2 separate regions of the Zea mays genome follow, and region 2 is linked to region 1. A link is a contact called in public Hi-C data. All regions are on one chromosome and are shown on one strand. Each heading gives the region's core, a stretch centred on a gene start, on an enhancer-like site or on the middle of the called end of the contact. The rest is flanking DNA. Distances are from core to core; before and after follow the strand shown. Region 1 holds the start of LOC100383754 (D-cysteine desulfhydrase 2 mitochondrial). Region 2 holds the start of LOC103651303 (phosphoethanolamine N-methyltransferase 1-like).

The links. Hi-C and Micro-C count contacts between places; a contact is called where the count stands out from the background.
Region 2: a Hi-C map of tassel shows a contact between it and region 1, with 2.4 times the contacts expected there. The contact joins the promoter of LOC103651303 here to the promoter of LOC100383754 in region 1. A contact is called at or near these places in 3 of 25 Hi-C or Micro-C datasets (ear, leaf and tassel).

Annotation. Positions count from the first base shown.
Region 1 is chr3:211,477,223-211,480,736 of Zm-B73-REFERENCE-NAM-5.0, reverse strand. LOC100383754 (D-cysteine desulfhydrase 2 mitochondrial) reads right to left here and starts at 1,575. Exons shown (of 6, transcript NM_001366833.1): 1 at 1,245-1,575; 2 at 1,112-1,154; 3 at 70-384. The coding sequence starts at 1,553.
Region 2 is chr3:211,674,731-211,678,244 of Zm-B73-REFERENCE-NAM-5.0, reverse strand. LOC103651303 (phosphoethanolamine N-methyltransferase 1-like) reads left to right here and starts at 1,901. Exons shown (of 12, transcript NM_001320968.2): 1 at 1,901-2,125; 2 at 2,270-2,406; 3 at 2,572-2,709; 4 at 2,783-2,920; 5 at 3,086-3,229; 6 at 3,372-3,482. The coding sequence starts at 2,098.

The DNA of each region.
Region 1 (3,514 bases), core at 326-2,825:
TGGCAGTACAAACATCATGTGTAATCATGAATGATAAATGGAAACTAGCCAAAAAGAATCGCTCCTTACCAAGCAGTGCTTGAACACTACCTGCCCCTTCCTTAACAATCATCACTCTTCTTGAACCATTTCCATCAGTGGTGTCCTCATCTACACCCAAACCCTTTCCTATAACTTCATCTGCCCACATCACTGTGCCACTATATCCTGCAACCTTTATGGCATGCTCATAAAGCATCTCGTCTCTTTGGGCATACAAAGACCGAGAGACATATGTCACATTGCCAAACATCAATGAGATGAGATTATACCCTGTGGGAACATCCAGTTGCTCGCCTCTCAGCAGTATATGTGGCCTGATTCCCCATTCGGCACAGTGAACCGCTGATACATGCAGAGAAAATAAATTGTTAGGGAAACGAAAAAACATTAAGTACCATTCAAAGTTCTAAATCTCCAGCTATAGCTGCCACTATATCCAGATACAGCTGTTTGTAGAGTGTAAAGCTATATGCTCCTATAGTCCTATACTCCTATGTACAACTTAGCCACTACAGCCCGATTAGCCCTGGTCACTAAATGCCTTAGCCCACTATTTACAACACTAGTACCATTCACATGGAAAAGCTCATCCAAAAACAAAAATTGGATTTAAACATGTGTACATTACACAAATCTATATCTATAATAGATGGAGGCCAGTAGCATTCATTAATTGCTATAAAGTACAATCCTCATGAAGCCACATCACCCAAATCAGCCACCAGTTGTCTGATATTTCTTTTGATTCCACCTCATTTAACTGTGTCCAGTAGTAATCGTTAACTAAAGGTCAATCCTCATGAAGCAACTCATCTCTTACAACCACCGTGCAGCCGTGCAGGCATATACACCTTTTATTCATTCATATTTCATACACCACACGGTTTGGCTTGGTTTTAGGAGCCTCTTCTTTCATAGAGAGATCATTTGAATTATTTTTCAATTCCCACAGCAATGCGCACTGGGAGATCACCTAGTCTATATTAAATAATATGGGCGATTCGAGCAAACAAATTTGCAGGGATATATTGGAACTCAACAAGTAAATTTACAGAAGTATGTGACGCACCGATAGCTGCGGCATGGGCGCTCTGGCAACCCCCACATGTAACCTGCAATTGGGAGTTTGAGACAGTGAGAATTACCAATATATCATAAAACTAGATGCAAAGCGAGGAAAGGGGCTGGCGAGATGAACGGACGATGTCAGTAACGCCGCAGCGGCGGAGGATGGGCAGGAGGGCGTCGAGCTTGCGCGCCTTGTTGCCGTTGGCGAGCGGGTGGAGGAGGTCGTCCCGTACTACGTGGAACTTAGTACTGCCACTCTCTCCCTCGTTGCCGCCGCTATTCCTGAGCAACATCGTGAGGTTGGAGAAGGCGAAGTCGCGACGGGAGGGAAGTACGGAGATGGTGTGGACTTGCGTGGCCGGAGACGGAAGCATCCATTCAGTGGCGGATAAGAAGCTTGTTACCATGCGTCCACCGGCGACGAGCGCCGGCGTCGGCCGCATAGGGTTGAGGAAGTCAGCGGCGCCAGGAGTGGTATCTGACGCTAGCCGCAGCGGTTCCCTAAATTTTTCTTCTATATTATTTTTTTACGTCACATCGTCAACATTTCACCCCTATTTTTTCATCTCCCACAACGGTTTCCTCTAAATACTCCCTTTATACATCACTATAACTATAAAATATTATTTTATATATCTACTATCAATTTTTTATCTACTAACAATTACTCATGTACCACAGCACAGTAACGTAGGGGATGAACAGTGAACCCCTAGATTGAGGGGGAGAGAGAAGAGTGTCGATGCTTAGAGTAACGTGTAGGGGGCAGCGCTGCGGGGTCAGAAGAGGGAGTTGTAGCCGCTACGAAGGGGAGGGGGATGCTCAGCACTATCCACTGCGGCCAGTCTGAAGGTACAACACACCACAGACGGATAGACCACACACACTGACACACTCTAGGATTGTCCAAACAAGCCCGTACCCAAGAACAAGAGGCAAATATGCAAGGCCAAGACATCATGTTTTTTTTGGAAAAATTGCACTAAACAAAAAATCAATTTAAAAATTGCTAAAATCAAAATTAATTAGGTCACAATAGAAAATTCGTTGCAAATTTTAATGCTGGGCTATCTAATAAAATTGTGCAATTAGAAGATAGTGCAAACACTTCTGCAAATGATCAATTAATAAACAAAAAATGACAAATTAAAAGCAAAGCTAACAACTCACAAGAAGCATATGATAGTTTGCTTGATAAAATAGAAATCCTTCGTAAATCTCTACTAATCCTTAAGACGATAGTGTAGACCAGGCACAACTGTGCCCCCGCCTGTATCCCAACCGTCCGATTGCGTCCATCCCCACCGTCCGATCCCACTCCCGCTACCGCAGCCGCCCCCGCTTCCATCCTCGACATGCGCGCAGCCGCCCGCGCCCCCGCCTCCTTCCCCGCGCAGCCCCCCCCCCCCCCCCCCCCCCCCCGCCGCGCGCAGCCGCTCGCTCTTCTGCCCCCTTACGATCCGCTCGCCGCCAACAACCTCTACGCCAGCCGCTCCAACGGCGCCCCGCAACCCCTGCTCCAACCTCGGCAACAGCACGGCTTCAACCTCGCGCCAGTACCTGCCCCATCCCCGCACGCCATCTCCTCTCTGCCAGATCCGTCGCCTGCCGGTCCTCATCCTCGTCGCCCAACAGTTGTGCGTGCCGGATCTGGCGGATCCGCCGCCTCCGCTCGCCATCCAAATACAGGCGCCAGTACCTGCCCCATCCCTGCACACCATCCTCCCCTCCATTCGCACATGTGCCTATGCGTCCCGCCTCCCCCTACATGCAAGAGCAAGCGATCGCAGATGGCGTCGAATGCCGCACAAGAAACAAGTCATCCTTATCCATATTAATGACAACAACCATCCCTCGCTATGCCTAGCCACCGATGGCAAATAAGGAGGAGCAAGGGCAGGGGCTGGGCGGACGAAGTTTCAGAATTGTTTCTTCTCTCTCAAGCATCAATCGTGTGCAGCAGTGGACTTTGGAGAAGCTGAGGAAGGAGCCAAGGAAGGAGGAGCAATCCCCGCCAAGGAGAACCCGCCTAAGAAAACCTTTTCATTTCAGGTGTGTACTGATGCTACTTGCCCTGAAACGTTCTGATTCATGTTGTCCTCTGTGGATAATTAGATTCAACTTCACCAAATGGATAAAGATGTAGCAATTCAAGAGTAAACCAATTTGAGAAATGGCATACTTACTGTTGGATTTTTGTCTACTGCGATATCGACCTTCAATGTTTTCTTGACAAGAGTCCAGAGGAGCTACCTTAGGTACGGTTTGATGGATCCGAATAAGTATAGGATTATGCTGAAAAGAGTGTCAATGACACATCTAGCTACTTCTGTGCACAAGGGATTGTATTATAGTTAGTGAGTTAGCATAGGTGCCAAGAAGTACAAAGAATGTAGGCATCTAT
Region 2 (3,514 bases), core at 652-3,151, 200 kb before region 1:
TACGGATATTTTGTTCGGATATCGAATTCGAATACAATATGCCTGATATCCGTCGGATATCGAATATCCGGATATTTTCTCGGATAAATCTTCTCGGATATCCGGATGTCTTATCCGGATAGCAGTGTGCATTTGTTGATTTTTTGTAGAAAAAAATTAATAATACACAAATAGCCTCATAAATTCATGAAAATTTATGGAGGCATACCATATGTTCATATATAATCCTCCAAAATATTTGGACCATAAAATCCAAAATATGATGCTATTTCTTTCATTTCAATTTCACTTGTTGTGTGAATTACACATGAAATCACTCTAAGTATCAAGTTCACTTTACCATTTTCATGTGGAGACTTGAGGTTATATTCTTATAAAATGTTTATTAGTTTTGGTAACTTATTTTCATTTTGATGATTTTATGCAAAATAAATTAATACACGCACATAGGCTAAAAATTCATGAATTTTACAAAAAAAAGTGACATATGTACACATATAATACAGAAAATGTTTATACTCAAGGAGTGGATACATGATTACAACATGATATGTGTGCAATGATGTCTTACACGATATCCGACAAAAAATTCGTTACCGACAATATCCGTGTCCGACTAGTTCCGTATTCGACACACAGCTATCCGTATTCGTATCCGAGAACATCCGTATTCGTATTCGTATCCGAAGCTATCCGTATTCGAATTCGAATCCGAATAAAAATATGAAAACAAATATGGTTTCAGTGATATCCGTCCGTATTCGATCCGATTACATCCCTACATGGGATGACACCAGGAGACCATGAGCATGATGGACTACGTTGGGGAAGGCTACAGAAGCGAGGGCAACGTTAGGGACGGGGCATGGGGGGTCGACACCAGTGAGGTGGCTCAGTGGCAGGGCATGCTCGGCGCGGGCGAGTCTCCACAAGCGCGTGGTCTAGCAGGGCAGTCTCAACAAGCGTGGGGTGCTTGTGCGGCGGCACATATGTGGTGGGTAGTGGTGCGGTTCGGCGTTGACTAGAGCGCGAAGACACAAAAAAACACGTGAGGAAGAAAGAACACATGAGGAAGAAAGATAAGTAGTTGTCCTATATACCTAATTTTCGACGGTCATACGCCAAAATTAAACCTTTAATTTTAGATGGCTTGCAGAAAGTCACCGAAAGTAAAATTTTTTTTCGGTGGCCACGTGTCAATTGCCGAAAATTAGATTATGTAAACGGTTTTAAAGGTGAGGGGGTGAAGTAAACCACTCTCTAAAGGTCAGAAGTCATGTAAACTTATTCTATAAAAATGGATCCAGCTTCTTTTCAACTTATACTTTTCTCGTCCTTTAGCTAAAATAAGATATAATATTTTTTTCTTATCGATTTAATATCTGATATGTTAACCATATGTTCCATATTAAATTTATTTTTTATTGGTAACAAATATGATTGTGTTGTTCCTATAAAAAGGGTTTAGCTCCTTTTGAACTCATACATTTTTTGGTCTTTTGGTTAAGATAACATATAATATTTGTTTTTATCAACTTGATATCTGATATATGAACTATATGTTCATTTAAATATTAAATTTATTTTTTTTGGAAAATAAATATGATTGTGTGCCGTCGCAACACATATGATTATACTAGTAATAGTCTATGGCACACTTTTACATGTAAATAGATAATGTATCATATATGGATATATTATAAACGCCATGCGAATACGGTGGCGGTTAAAGAAACTTTCCCGTGGAATCCGACATGGTCCGGCAATGATTGCAATAATGGAAATGGAAAAGGACGCCGGCGCAGCCGCGCAGTGCAGCATCCACTCACAGCGGGAGAGGGGACCGGTCATCACGGTTGATCGTGGCAAATATCAAAATCTCTCCCATTCCACTGCCCCTACCACAGTTCCACTGGCCTTCGCTTCGCCACGGTTCTCGCCTCCTCGCATTCTAAACATCGCCATGATTCGGTGGTTCTGAATGCATCTCCTGTAACCACCGGGCCCGGAGCTTCTCCCAAGCCCGCGTCGCCGTCGAGGGCTGTTAACCTGGCAACACTCTCACCAACCAACAAACAAACGCGCGGGGTCGCTGTAATGGCCGCCGCCGCCGCCGCTGTGAATGGTAAGCGATCGGTCCGTTGCACGCTCATTTAACGTTTGAATTGGTTTGAGATAACTGTCGAGCACATGGCGTGCAGGTTTTGTATGAGAATTGAGTCCTGGAGTTGACTGCGGGGACTGATGGTTTCTGGCTGTGTTGTTGCAGGGAGCCTAGACCGCCTAGACGTGCATGAGAGGAAGGCGCAGAAGAGCTACTGGGAGGAGCACTCTGGGGAGCTCAACCTCGAGGCCATTATGCTCGACTCCCGTGCCGCCGAACTCGACAAGGAGGAGCGCCCCGAGGTGATTTATCCCGCGACGATATTTTTCACTCGGCTTTTTTTAGTTTTAGTTCGTATGTTTGTGATTCATCAGCTTGAACATGACTACATGAGGACGTGCTAATGCTCGTGCGATCGTAGCCTTGTACGCTTCAAATTTTGATGTACCGGTGCTTCTTTTTTGTAGGTTCTGTCTTTACTTCCTTCATATGAAGGGAAATCTATACTGGAGCTGGGAGCTGGAATAGGTCGCTTTACTGGTGAACTGGCTAAAACATCTGGGCATGTTTTTGCAGTGGATTTCGTTGAAAGTGTGATTAAAAAGGTACTGAAATTTACACTCCCCCGTGATGTAAATATTTTCAGGGCTTCGTAGCTGAAATTTGATCGTTTTGTAGAATGGAAGTATAAATGATCACTATGGCAACACGTCCTTTATGTGTGCTGATGTTACATCCACGGACCTGATGATTGAAGCAAACTCCATTGATCTGATATTTTCAAACTGGTTGCTGATGTATCTTTCAGATGAGGAGGTAAGGATCAAACCGTACGTTAGAATCATAAACTGGTTCAAGGTCTATCGCTAAAGAAAAAACTTAACTGCAACTTTTCGTGTGGATAAGGTTACATTTATCATTTGACCTGAATTGGGATATGTTTGTCCCTTCCGATTTTTCTAACTGTCTCTCTTACTGTAGATTGACAAGTTGGTAGAAAGAATGGTAAAATGGTTGAAGGTCGGTGGTTATATCTTCTTTAGGGAATCTTGCTTCCATCAAACTGGAGATACAGAAAGGAAATTTAACCCAACACACTATCGAGAACCAAGGTTTTATACCAAGGTGAGAATGCACCCCCCCCCCCCCCCCCCCTATGATTTCAGTCAATTCAAATCTTTCTGTTCTTACCCACTCCACTCTTTAGTTTTCTTAGATTGAGTACCAGCTTTCTATGAATTTGCTGATAATGTCTTTTCCCATCTAGGTATTTAAAGAATGCCAAACCTTTAATCAGGATGGCACTTCCTTCAAACTTTCTTTGATTACATTCAAATGCATTGGAGCTTATGTAAACATCAAGAAAGATCAAAACCAGGTACTTCTCTGTCCTCACACCTACACATAGAC